2 separate regions of the Sus scrofa genome follow, and region 2 is linked to region 1. The links are chromatin contacts, called in public Hi-C maps. All regions are on one chromosome and are shown on one strand. The core of a region is the stretch at or near the end of the contact, and the rest is flanking DNA. Distances in the headings are between cores, read along the strand shown.

Evidence for each region. Hi-C and Micro-C count contacts between places; a contact is called where the count stands out from the background.
Region 2: a contact with region 1 is called in a Hi-C map of mesenteric adipose tissue, with 1.9 times the contacts expected there. The contact joins two enhancer-like sites. A contact is called at or near these places in 14 of 47 Hi-C or Micro-C datasets (adipocytes, alveolar macrophages, embryonic fibroblasts and 9 more) and 2 of 2 datasets of contacts at active chromatin or transcription factors (alveolar macrophages and skeletal muscle).

Annotation. Positions count from the first base shown.
Region 1 is chr12:14,319,898-14,325,319 of Sscrofa11.1, forward strand. No RefSeq gene overlaps it. Among named protein-coding and RNA genes, the nearest start is that of KPNA2, 37 kb to the left of the region's middle. Within about 2 kb of position 2,209, at least 29 of the 83 cell types and tissues checked have an H3K27ac peak or open chromatin away from gene starts, as enhancers often do. A contact at or near this core is called in mesenteric adipose tissue, where this site is marked.
Region 2 is chr12:14,462,014-14,467,435 of Sscrofa11.1, forward strand. The region is part of intron 9 of SMURF2 (E3 ubiquitin-protein ligase SMURF2); the gene reads left to right. Among named protein-coding and RNA genes, the nearest start is that of SMURF2, 96 kb to the left of the region's middle. Within about 2 kb of position 2,973, at least 5 of the 83 cell types and tissues checked have an H3K27ac peak or open chromatin away from gene starts, as enhancers often do. A contact at or near this core is called in mesenteric adipose tissue, where this site is marked.

The DNA of each region.
Region 1 (5,422 bases), core at 959-3,458:
CCAGATGAGGCAAGAGGTGACCCACATTGCCCATGGCAGCAAGTGGCCGGAGCTGAGTAGTGGCTGCCCCTTTAGACATGGCATACGTGCTCCATTGCCCTCTAATCCTCACCACTCCCTGCTATCCACCACTCTCAACCACAATCACTTGTATGGTCTGCCTTGTTTCTGAAGGCATTCAACTCCCAAACCCCTGAGTTTGGTTCTTAGAGTTCATTTATTCACTCAACAAACATGCACTGAGCCCCTCCTGAGGCCAAGTTCTGTGCTAGGCTCCCAGATCAACAGCATGTGCGCTGGTGGTGATTTAGGAACCATGTGGTTAAGTCCCTATAAATTCCTGGTGGCCTAGTAGTTAAGGACCTGGCATTGTCACTGCCATGGCTTGGGTCAGTGCTGTGGCATGGGTTTGATCCCTGACCCAGGAACTTCCACATGCCGAGTAAGTGCCCCCCCAAAGATAAATCCTACTGATGTGGGAGCATTGCAGAGTGCTCCTAGCCTGGAGGGAGTCAAGGGAGGTATCCTGCTGGAGACACTTGACTTTTTTTTTTTCCACTCAGCATAAAGACCTAAGATCCCCTCAAATTGTTCCATGTATCAATAGCTCATTCCTTTTTATTGCTGAGTAGTATTCCATTGTATGGCAGTACCACAACTTGTTTATCCATTCACCTGTTGAAGGAAATTGACTTATTTCTGGTTTTTGACCTGTGATGGTTAGTTTTAAGTGTCACATTGCATGGGCTGCAGGGTGCCCAGATATTTGGTCAAATTTTATTCTGGTTGTATCTGTGAGGGCATTCTGGGTGAGCTTAATGATTAAATTAATAGACTGAGTAAAGCAGATTACCCTTCTTAATGTGGGTGGGCCTCCTCCGATCAGTTGAAGTCCTGAATAGAACAAAAAGGCTGGTTTCCCCCCACATAAGAGGGACTCCTGGAGTTCCCATTGTGGTACAGGGCTTAAGACTCCAACCACAGGAGTTCCCATCATGGCTCAGCGGGAACAAATCTGACTAGCATCCATCAGGATGCAGGTTCAATACCTGGCCTTGCTCAGTGGGTTAAGGATCTAGTGTTGCCGTGAGCTGTGGTGTAGGTCACAGAAACGGCTCGGATCTGGCATCGCTGTGGCTGTGATGTTGGTTGGCAGCTATAGCTCCAATTTGACCCCTAGCCTGGGAACTTCAAACTTCCATATGCTGTGGGTGTGGCCCTAAAAAAAAAAAAAAAAAAAAAAAAAAGAATCCAACTGCAGTGGCTTGGGTGGCTACAGGTTCGATTCTCAGCCTGGCACAATGGGTTGATGGATCCAACATCACTGCAGCTGAGGCTTAGGTTGCAGCTGCGGCTCGGATTCAGTCTCTGGCCGAGGAACTTCCAGATGTTGTGGGTGCAGCCACAAGGAAAAAAAAAAAAAAGGTAATCCTCCTGCCTGCCTATCTCGAGCTGGTGTATTGATTTTTCCCGCCTTTAGACTCAAACTGAAACTTCAGGTCTTTCTCGATTTCAGACCTTCGTACTCAGACTGGAACTGCACCATTGGCTGGCTTCTGTCTCCAGCTTGCTGACTGTGAAACTCAGAACTTGTCAGCCTCAGGGATCATGCGAGCCAGTTCCTTATGCTAAATCTCTCTCTTTCTCCCTGCCTCTCTCCCTGTGGTTTCTTTTTCTCTGAAGACCCCTGCCTAATACATGACTCTTACAAATAAAACTGCTATCAACATCGATATACAGGATTTCATGTGAACACAAGTTTTTGTTTCTCCGGGATAAATTCCCAGGAGTGCAGTTGCTGGATCTTATGGCAAGTGTATATTTAACTTTATAAGAAACAGCCAAACTGTTTTTTAGAAGGGCTGTACCATTTTGACATTCCTACTGTTCATCATGTTTGTTATGTTCCTAAACTAGTTAAATTAGTTAAATTTGAGAGGGGCTGACATTTCGCAGGCTGGCCATGCAGGGGTTTTGCCCACTTAAATTATAAATCACGGCTATCACACGCATCCTTGTTCTAACTTTCTGTTTACTCACCAAACACAGAGGTCTGCAGGGTTAGAGATTTGAAATAACAAACCTGGCTGCCTCAGATTTTCTTGGCTGGCACCAGGTCTTGCCAGGGCTTTGAATCAGCTGGGTGCAGGGAAGGGTCACCAGGAAACTCAGGCTGCCGTACCCGACAGGAAGCGTGGGACGAAACTTACTCTGGGTCTGGCTCGTGGTCAGCCCGGCTGGGGCCTGAGGCTTCCAGACCAGCTCAGTGAGCGCTGTCAGGAAACAGCTCTGGCTCTTTAAATCGCCCCACCCCTGGAAAAATAAATTCATAAACAAAGAAACCCTGAGCTCCTTCTTCTTCTTCTTTTTTTGGGTTCCACTCACGGCATGTGGACGTTCCTGGGCCAGGGACTGAACCCATGCTACAGCAGCAATCTGAGTTGCTGCAGTGATAACGCCGGATCCTTAACCTGCTGCACCACAAGAGAACTCCTATTTACAAATATTTTAGGTATTTGAAATGCAACTGTATTCAGATCTGCTTGCAAAATGAATGAACATTATTGTACATCAAGAAGCTGCCACTAGGAGTTCCCGTTGTGGCTCAGCAGAAACAAATCTGACGAGCATCCACGAGGACGCAGGTTCCATCCCTGGTCTCACTCAGTGGATTAAGGATCCGGCGTTGCTGTGAGCTATGTTGTAGGCCACAGAAGCAGCTCAGATATCGTGTTGCTGTGGCGTAGGTCAGCGGTTATAGCTACAATTTGACCCCAAGCCGGGGAACCTCCATATGCCACGGATGCAGCCCTAAAAAGACAAAAAGGAAAAAAAGAAAAAAGAAAAAAGAGGTTGCCACCAACTAATCATGATGTGACTAGAGCAGTCTAATACTTAAAGTCAAGGCAGTGATGGAGTCTAAAATATGGAGTAACTTGTTAAACCATCACATGCACTCCAGGGCTAATTCGTTTCCTGCAATCAAGCCTGTGGTTTGCTTGGCTATAGGATAACGTGGCAAACACTCTTGATGCCGCAGTGCAGCCTATAAAACTGCACTTCTGACCCAGGGCTTCAACTTGTTTTCTCAACATCTTCCAGAAAGGATGAGCATCTGAGAAATCTCCAAGTCACACTCCCATATGCTGTCCTGAGCCTCCTCCAGGGGAGCATTGGGGCAGGGGGTGGGGAGGTGGGGGTGGGGGGAGAACAGGCTACCAACTCCAGCGTAGGCTCTGCAGTGTGTGTGTGTTTTAAATCAAAATGTAATTCTCATTCCATAAAATTGACGCTTTTAAATTGTATGAGTCAATGCTTTTAGTATATTCCATTGCACATCACCACAATTTAATTTCAGGATGTTTCATCACTCTGAAAAAAACTCCGTACCCATTAGCAGTGAGTCCCTGTTTACTCCTCCTCCCCAGCTATAGGTACCCACTCATCTGCTTGCTGGGTCTATGGCGCTACCTCTTCTGCACATTTCCTACAAATGGGATCATGTAACACATGGACTCTTATGTTGGCTTCTTATACTCAGCATGTTACCCAGGTTCATTCATGTTGAAGCATCTATCGGTTCCTCATTCATTTGTATTGCCAAGTAATAGTCTATAATACGGGCATATCACATTTTGTGTGTATCCATTCATCAGTCTATGGGCATTTGGGTTATTTCCATTTGGGGGCTCTTATAAATGACGGTGCTATGAATATTTGTGTACAAGTTTTTATGCGGACATATGTTCTCAGTTCTCCTGGGTATATAGCTAGAAGTGGAATTGCTGCATCATAGGGTGAGTCTATGTTTAAGATTTTGAGGAACTGTCAAATGTTTTCCAAAGTGGCTGTACTTGGAGCTCCCTTGTGGCACAGCGGGTTAAGGATCCTGCCTTGTCACTGCTCTGGTGGCATGGGTTTGATTCTTGGCCTAAGAACGTCCACATGCTGTGAGCGTGGCCAAAAACAAACAGAAGCCAAAACAAAGTGGCTGCACGATTCTCCATTCTCCGTAGCAATGTGTAAACACTCCAGTTTGTCCACATCCTTGCCAACACTCTTAGTATCCATCTATTTGACTATAGCCATGTAGAGGGTATGGGGTGGTATCTCGTCGTTCTGATTTGCATTTCCCTAATGACTGTCGATGCTGAGTATATTCTCATGTGTTTTACTGGCCGCTAGTATGTCTTGTCTGGAGAAATATCTATTCAGACCCTTTGCTCACATTCCTATTGGATTATTTGTCACTTTGTTGATGAGTTATAAATGCTCCTTATATATTTTGCATACGAGGCCCTTATCAGATATATGAATCGCAAATATTTTCTCTCATTCTGTGGGTTGTCTTTCCACTTTCTTGATTGTGTCCTTTGCAGCACAAAAGTTTTAAGTTATAATGAAGTCCAAGTTATTATTATTTTTATTGCTGTGCTTTTGTCATAGCTCAGAAATCACTTGTCTAATCCAAAGTCGCAGAGATTTGTGTCCATGCTTTCTCCTATGAGTTTTATGGCTTTCGCTCCTTGGGTCTTTGCTCTATTTGAGTTAATTTTTTTTCTGTATGGTGTGAGGTAGGTGGTCCAGCTCACTCTCTTGCTTGTGGATATCCAGTTGTCCCAACACCATTTATAGAAAAGATTGATCTTTCCCCCCTGAGTTGTGTGGCCACCCTTGTCGAAAGTCAATTGATCGTAAAAATAAGGTCTCTCATTTCTGGACTCTCAATCCTATTCCATTCATCTACATATCTTTTTTTTTTTCCCTCTCTTTTTTAGGCTGTACCTGCAGCATATGGAAATTCCCTAGGCAAGGGCTCAAATTGGAGCTGCAGCTGGGGCCTATGCCACAGCCACACAATGCGGGATCCAAACTGCATCTGCGACCTGTGCTGCAGCGTTTGGCAATGCTGGATCTTTAACCCACTGAACAAAGCCAGGGATCAAACCCGCCTCCTCAGGGACACTGTGTCAGGTTCTTAACCCACTGAGCCACAATGGGAACTCCTGTATGTCTGTCTGTATGCCAGTAGAGCACTGCCTTGATTATTGTAGGTTTGTAGTTTTGGAATTACAAGGTATGAGTCCTCCAAATTTGCTCTTTGTTCTTTTTTTTTTTTTTTAAGATTATTTTGGCTATTCTGTGTTCTTTCTAAGTCTATATGCATCTTAGGGTCAGCTTCTCAATTTCTACAAGAAGGGCTCCATTTTAAAAAAGTCATTAAACATTTCAAGTAGAAGATCAGAGTTTAATATAGTATCCTCTGTATTTACCATCTATTTGAGTAACTTTTGACATTTTGGTATTTTGACTTCTGATTTTTTTTGTTTTTAAGTAAATGAAGCATTACAGATAGAGGTTGCTACCACTGCTCCTGCTGTGTAACTCGCCAATCTTGCTTCCTTTCCTCCTTTCTCCAGAG
Region 2 (5,422 bases), core at 1,723-4,222, 140 kb after region 1:
AAGTGCCTAACTTTTAGACATAATAGTTTTGTTAAATATATTATGAAAACTAGTGTTTTTGGATTCTATTTATCAAATTGAAGGTCTATAGTGAACCTTTCTATAAAATAATTTAAAATCATTGGAAAGAAATATAAAGAAAAAAATTTTTTTAAACTAAATGATTCGTAGTTGGGCGAAAGTTGATCTTGAGATGCCTGTTCAGTGAGTAGTATGTAGGGGTTCTCCTGTGGCATGGCGGGTTAAGATTGGCTTGTCTCTGTGGAGGTACCAGTTTGATTCCTGGCCCTGCCACAGGGGAAAAAAAAGAGAAGAATGTCATTTAGCATCAGAAGTTGAAATTGAGGAGTTCCTGTTATGGCACAGTGGTTAACGAATCCAACTAGGAACCATGAGGTTGCGGGTTCGGTGCCTGCCCTTGCTCAGTGGGTTAACAATCCGGCGTTGCCGTAAGCTGTGGTGTAGGTTGCAGACGGGCTCGGATCCCGCGTTGCTGTGGCTCTGGCGTAGGCTGTGGCTACAGCTCCGATTCAACCCCTAGCCTGGGAATCTCCATATGCCGCAGGAGCGGCCCAAGAAATAGCAAAAAAAAAGCCAAAAAAAAAAAAAAAAGAGAAGTTGAAATTGAGAAAGATTTTGGCACCCCTGTTGCTAATATATTCTTATTCCTAATGAAACAGTGTCAGTTTTTCATTAATGAATAAAGACTTTCTATAAAGACTTAAAAATATTTCATGTTGACTGTTGAATAATGACCTTATGAAATAATGCTCTGGATTATATTTCTTTCCTTTAGTCTCTCTGCTCCAAATGGTTATCTTAAAAATTAGTCCTGGAGTTCCTGTTGTGGCACAGTGGAAACAATCCGACTAGGGATGATGAGGTTGTGCGTTTAATCCCTGGCCTCGCTCAGTGGGTTAAGGATCTGGTGTTGCCATGAGCTGTGGTATAGGTTGCAGACATGCTCGAATCTGGCATCGCTGTGGCTGTGGTGTAGGCCGGCAGCAACAGCTCCGATTAAACCCCTAGCCTGGGAACCTGCATATGCTGCAGGTGCGGCCCTAAAAGGACAAAAGGCAAAAAATAAAATAATAAAACTAAATAATAATAAATAAAATAAGTCTTTTGTTTGGGGGGATCCTTTAGTAAATAGGTCTTTTGTATGGGGGATCTTTTATCAAGGCAGACTATAAATATTTAGATTCTATTAAAATAATCACTTTTTAAAAACATTTATAAAATAGTGTAACTTGGATACTTTAAAACTAACTTTATTTAAATATATCTAGGATACAGATTATCTGAGAAGTCCCCTTTTAGAATGTTTTATTTTATTTTTTTTAAATAACAATTAATAGGGAGTTCCTGTTGTGGCTCAGTGGAAATGAATCTGACTAGTAATCATGAGGTTGTGATCCCTGGCCTCGCTCAGTGGGTTAAGGATCTGGACTTGCTGTGAGCTGAGGTATAGGTCGAAGACATGGCTCGATCCTGCATTGCTTCAGCTGTGGTGTAAGCTGGCAGCTGTATTTCCAATTCCCTAACCTGGGAACTTTCATATGTTATGGCTGCAGCCCTAAAAAAAAGCAAAAACAAAAACAAACAAAAAAAATTAATAGGAGTTCCCTGGTGGCCTAGCAGTTAAGGACTTGCCCTTGCCATTGTCACTGCTGTGTTTCAGGTTCGATTCCTGGCCCAGGGGCTTCTGCATGCTGTGGGTGTGGCCAAAAAAATAAGATAAAATAATGATTAATGCTTTGTTGTTATACTGCATACTAAATACTGATCTGTATACTTTTTATGGCTGTGTAACATTCCATTTTCTTTTAATCATTTTCCACTTTCACAAAGAGTGCTTTCAGTTTTCTGCTTTTCATCAATTCTTTAGAGCCCTCCCATGTATGACTATAAATCTATGAAATTGTAAATAAAATGATATAAAATCAAATTCTGCATTCTATAAAAAGAATTTTTCTTCGATCGTAATAATTGCTTTTCATTTCTGAAAGTTGTTTTACAATTTTGTCTATTCATTTTTAATAATCATTTGTAATTTGTAATTGCGCCCTTTTATTTTTTTTTTAATGTTACATATTGTAGCTATTCTCTTTGATCTCTAACAGTACCTGGGGATCTACTTCTGTGGTTTTATTTCTTCTGACTCTCCGTCGTCATGACTTCCTTTCTAAAGTGATTGGTGATCTTTGATTGTGAGTTAGAGTTTAATTGGAGTTCTTTGGACCTAAAGTGAGAATTCAGGAAGTTTTCCTGGAATCCCTTCATCTTCCCTTTGAGTTTTTAGTGGGGAATTTCCAGGTTTCCTTTTCCAGCTTTGTGGCTGGCCTCAGGCTGAGTTTCCCAATTAATCACTCCCCTCTGGCAGCTCTCCACTCTGCCTGCCACTCAGGTACCAGCTCCAGCTCTATTCACTTAAAAAATTTTAGAAGGATTCTTGGAACTTTTCCCCTTGCCTCTTTTGAGGCTAGCAGTGTCTCAAATAGTGTGTTCTTTCTCGTCTTTAGCTGTTCGTGGCAGAAGAATCTCCAAGGCGCCTATAAGCAGAAGTCAGAAATCACTGTTTCCGTACCCATCATTATGTTTTCCCTACGACCAGGAAGAGATTATTTCATGAAAAATCTTTTTCTAGATTAACTTTTAAAACATAATTTTTATAAGATTTTCCATTATAATAATTGGTTACAGTTTAAATTTACATTAGACTTGCTTTTATTTATTCTTCAAGGTCCTATAAATCTTTGTCATGTATAATAGTGTTTTTAAGAACGCGAGGATAATGCCAATGGTCCTTGGTCTGTTAAAAGTCTCTGCTTCTTCTATCGTACAGGAAACCTTAGAGCCTTCTTCCTAAGGTGTCTTAAACAGGCTCGTCTTTCATTAGCTTTACAGCTTTCAGAATTTAAAATGGAGCCATTATCCTTTAATGTACATACCGTGGTTATTTTTAGGATCTTAATTTCAGTAACACCTCTAGTTTTGCTTTGTTGAAAATCTTAAAATTAATCGTGGAATGAACAGTTATACAAATTTTATGGTATAGCAAGAAATAATGGAAGGGAAATATTTTAGAAAATAATTACTTGTATCACTGACGTTTGTAAAACTACTTTGTCAGACAAATATTGAAGTACAGTTTATGTTGGCAAATGTTGTGATTGCTTTTATATTAATTTAAAACCTGAATTGCACTAAAGCCCAAGAATGGACTTACTGAAAATGTAGGCTGTGTAATAAGTTTCTGAGCCCTTTATGGATTGGGTTTAAATATGCAAGTTTGTTAAACCATTGGGAATTAAAGATTTCAGCTGAACATCTCAAGTTTCTGAAACAATACATTTTCTCAGACTTCATGGAATTGTTCTGTGTCATTTACACTTGCTTGGCTCAGCAAGCCCAGCAGTGAGGTATTTTTTATTTTATATTTGTTTTTGCAGGGATCTTAGCAACATAAATTGTGAAGAGCTTGGTCCATTGCCTCCTGGATGGGAGATCCGGAATACAGCCACAGGCAGAGTTTATTTCGTTGACCATAACAACAGAACAACACAGTTTACAGATCCTCGGCTCTCTGCTAACTTGCATTTAGTTTTAAAGTAAGTTTTTGAAACTTTGAAACAATACCTGTTAAAATGCGCATCTGAACAAGACTGATAGATTCTTTTTTTGTAATAAATGTGATCGGATGTCCATTCTCTTCAATTATAAATTACTTTTGTTGAGCATCATTTTATGTAAGAGTATGGCTACTTTTATCTGGTGTATGAGTATTTGTTCCTGTGCTTAAATAGGAACCTGTCCTGAAATGTTAGGAAAAGGTGCACCCTAGCACATCTGCAGAGACAGGCTGCTTTATGTGGTAGGTGAATTTTTTTCCCCTGAGTGTATCAGAAATAGCTCCAGGAGAGCTGGATCTATTCCAGAGGGTTTTCTGTTATGTCAGTTTTGTCCTCCAGCTTTAAGCCTTCTTTACCATTTTCAGGACTTAGTCTTCCTCACAAGTTTTTGTGAATGGACTTGATGTACCCTGGTTTTTTTTTTTTTTTTTAATTGAAATATAGTTGATTTACAGTATTGTGTCAGTGTCAGATATATAGCAAAGTTATATATGTGTGTGTATGTATGTGTGTGTTATATATACGTGTATATGTGTATATATATTATATATGTGTGTGTATATATATGTATATATATTTCCATTTTAGGTTATTATATTGAATATAGCTCCTTGTGCTATATAGCAGGACCTTGTTGGTTGTCTATTTTTTTATATAGTAGTTTGTATCTGATAATCCCATACCCCTCATTTATCACTCTCTACCCTCCCTTTCCCCTCTGGTAACCATAAGTTTATTTCCTGTCTGTGAGTCTGTTTCTGTTTTATATATCAATTCATTTGTATTATTATTATTATTTTATTTTATTTATTAAGCCATGCCATGACATGGGGAAGTTCCTGGGCCAGGGATTGAACCAGTGCCACAGCAGTAATCCAAGCCACAGCAGTGACAACGTTGGATCCTTAACCTGTTAGGCCACCAGGGAACTCCATTATTTGTATGATTTTTTAGATCCCACATATAAGTGATATCATATAAGTGATACATCCTTATTCTCTCTCTGGCTTACTTCACTTAGTGTAATTTCTCCAGGTCCATTCATGTTGCTACAAATGGCAGTGTTTTTTTATGGCAGAGTAATATTCCATGGTGTGTGTGTAATATATAGATATCACATCGTCTTAAACTGAGCATCTGTTCATGGGTACTTAGGTTGTTTCCATGTCTTGGCTGTTGTAAATAGTGCTGCTATGAACATTGAGGTATATGTATCTTTTCAAATTATAGTTTTCATATTTTCCAGATATATGCCCAGGAGTGGAATTGCTGTATCATATCATTTTTAGTTTTTTCAGGACTCTCCATACTATTTTCCATAGTGGCTGCATCAATTTATATTCCCACCAACAGTGTAGGAGGGTTCCCTTTTTTTTTTTTTTCCCTTCACATCTCTCTGGCATTTACTATCTGTAGACTTTTTTTCGGGGGGGGGCTGTGTCTGTGGCATTTGGAAGTTCCCAGGCCAGGGATTGAACTTGCACCACAGCAGCAACCCAAGTCACTTCAGTGACAACATCAGGTCCTTAATCTGCTGAGGCGCAAGAAAACTCACTATTTGTAGACTGTTTGATAAGCCTTGCTTTTTTTAAAATCATCTTTATTGAAATGTAATTGACACACAAGTTGTACTTATTTACAGTTTAACTTTTGACACATTATGTACCTGAGAAACCATCACCGCAGTGGAGATATCCATCACCCCTGAAAGTTTCCTCATACTACATTGTAGCCTCTTGGCAGTTCCTCCTACTGTCCCTTCCCTAGTATCTAAGGCCGCTGTAACAAAA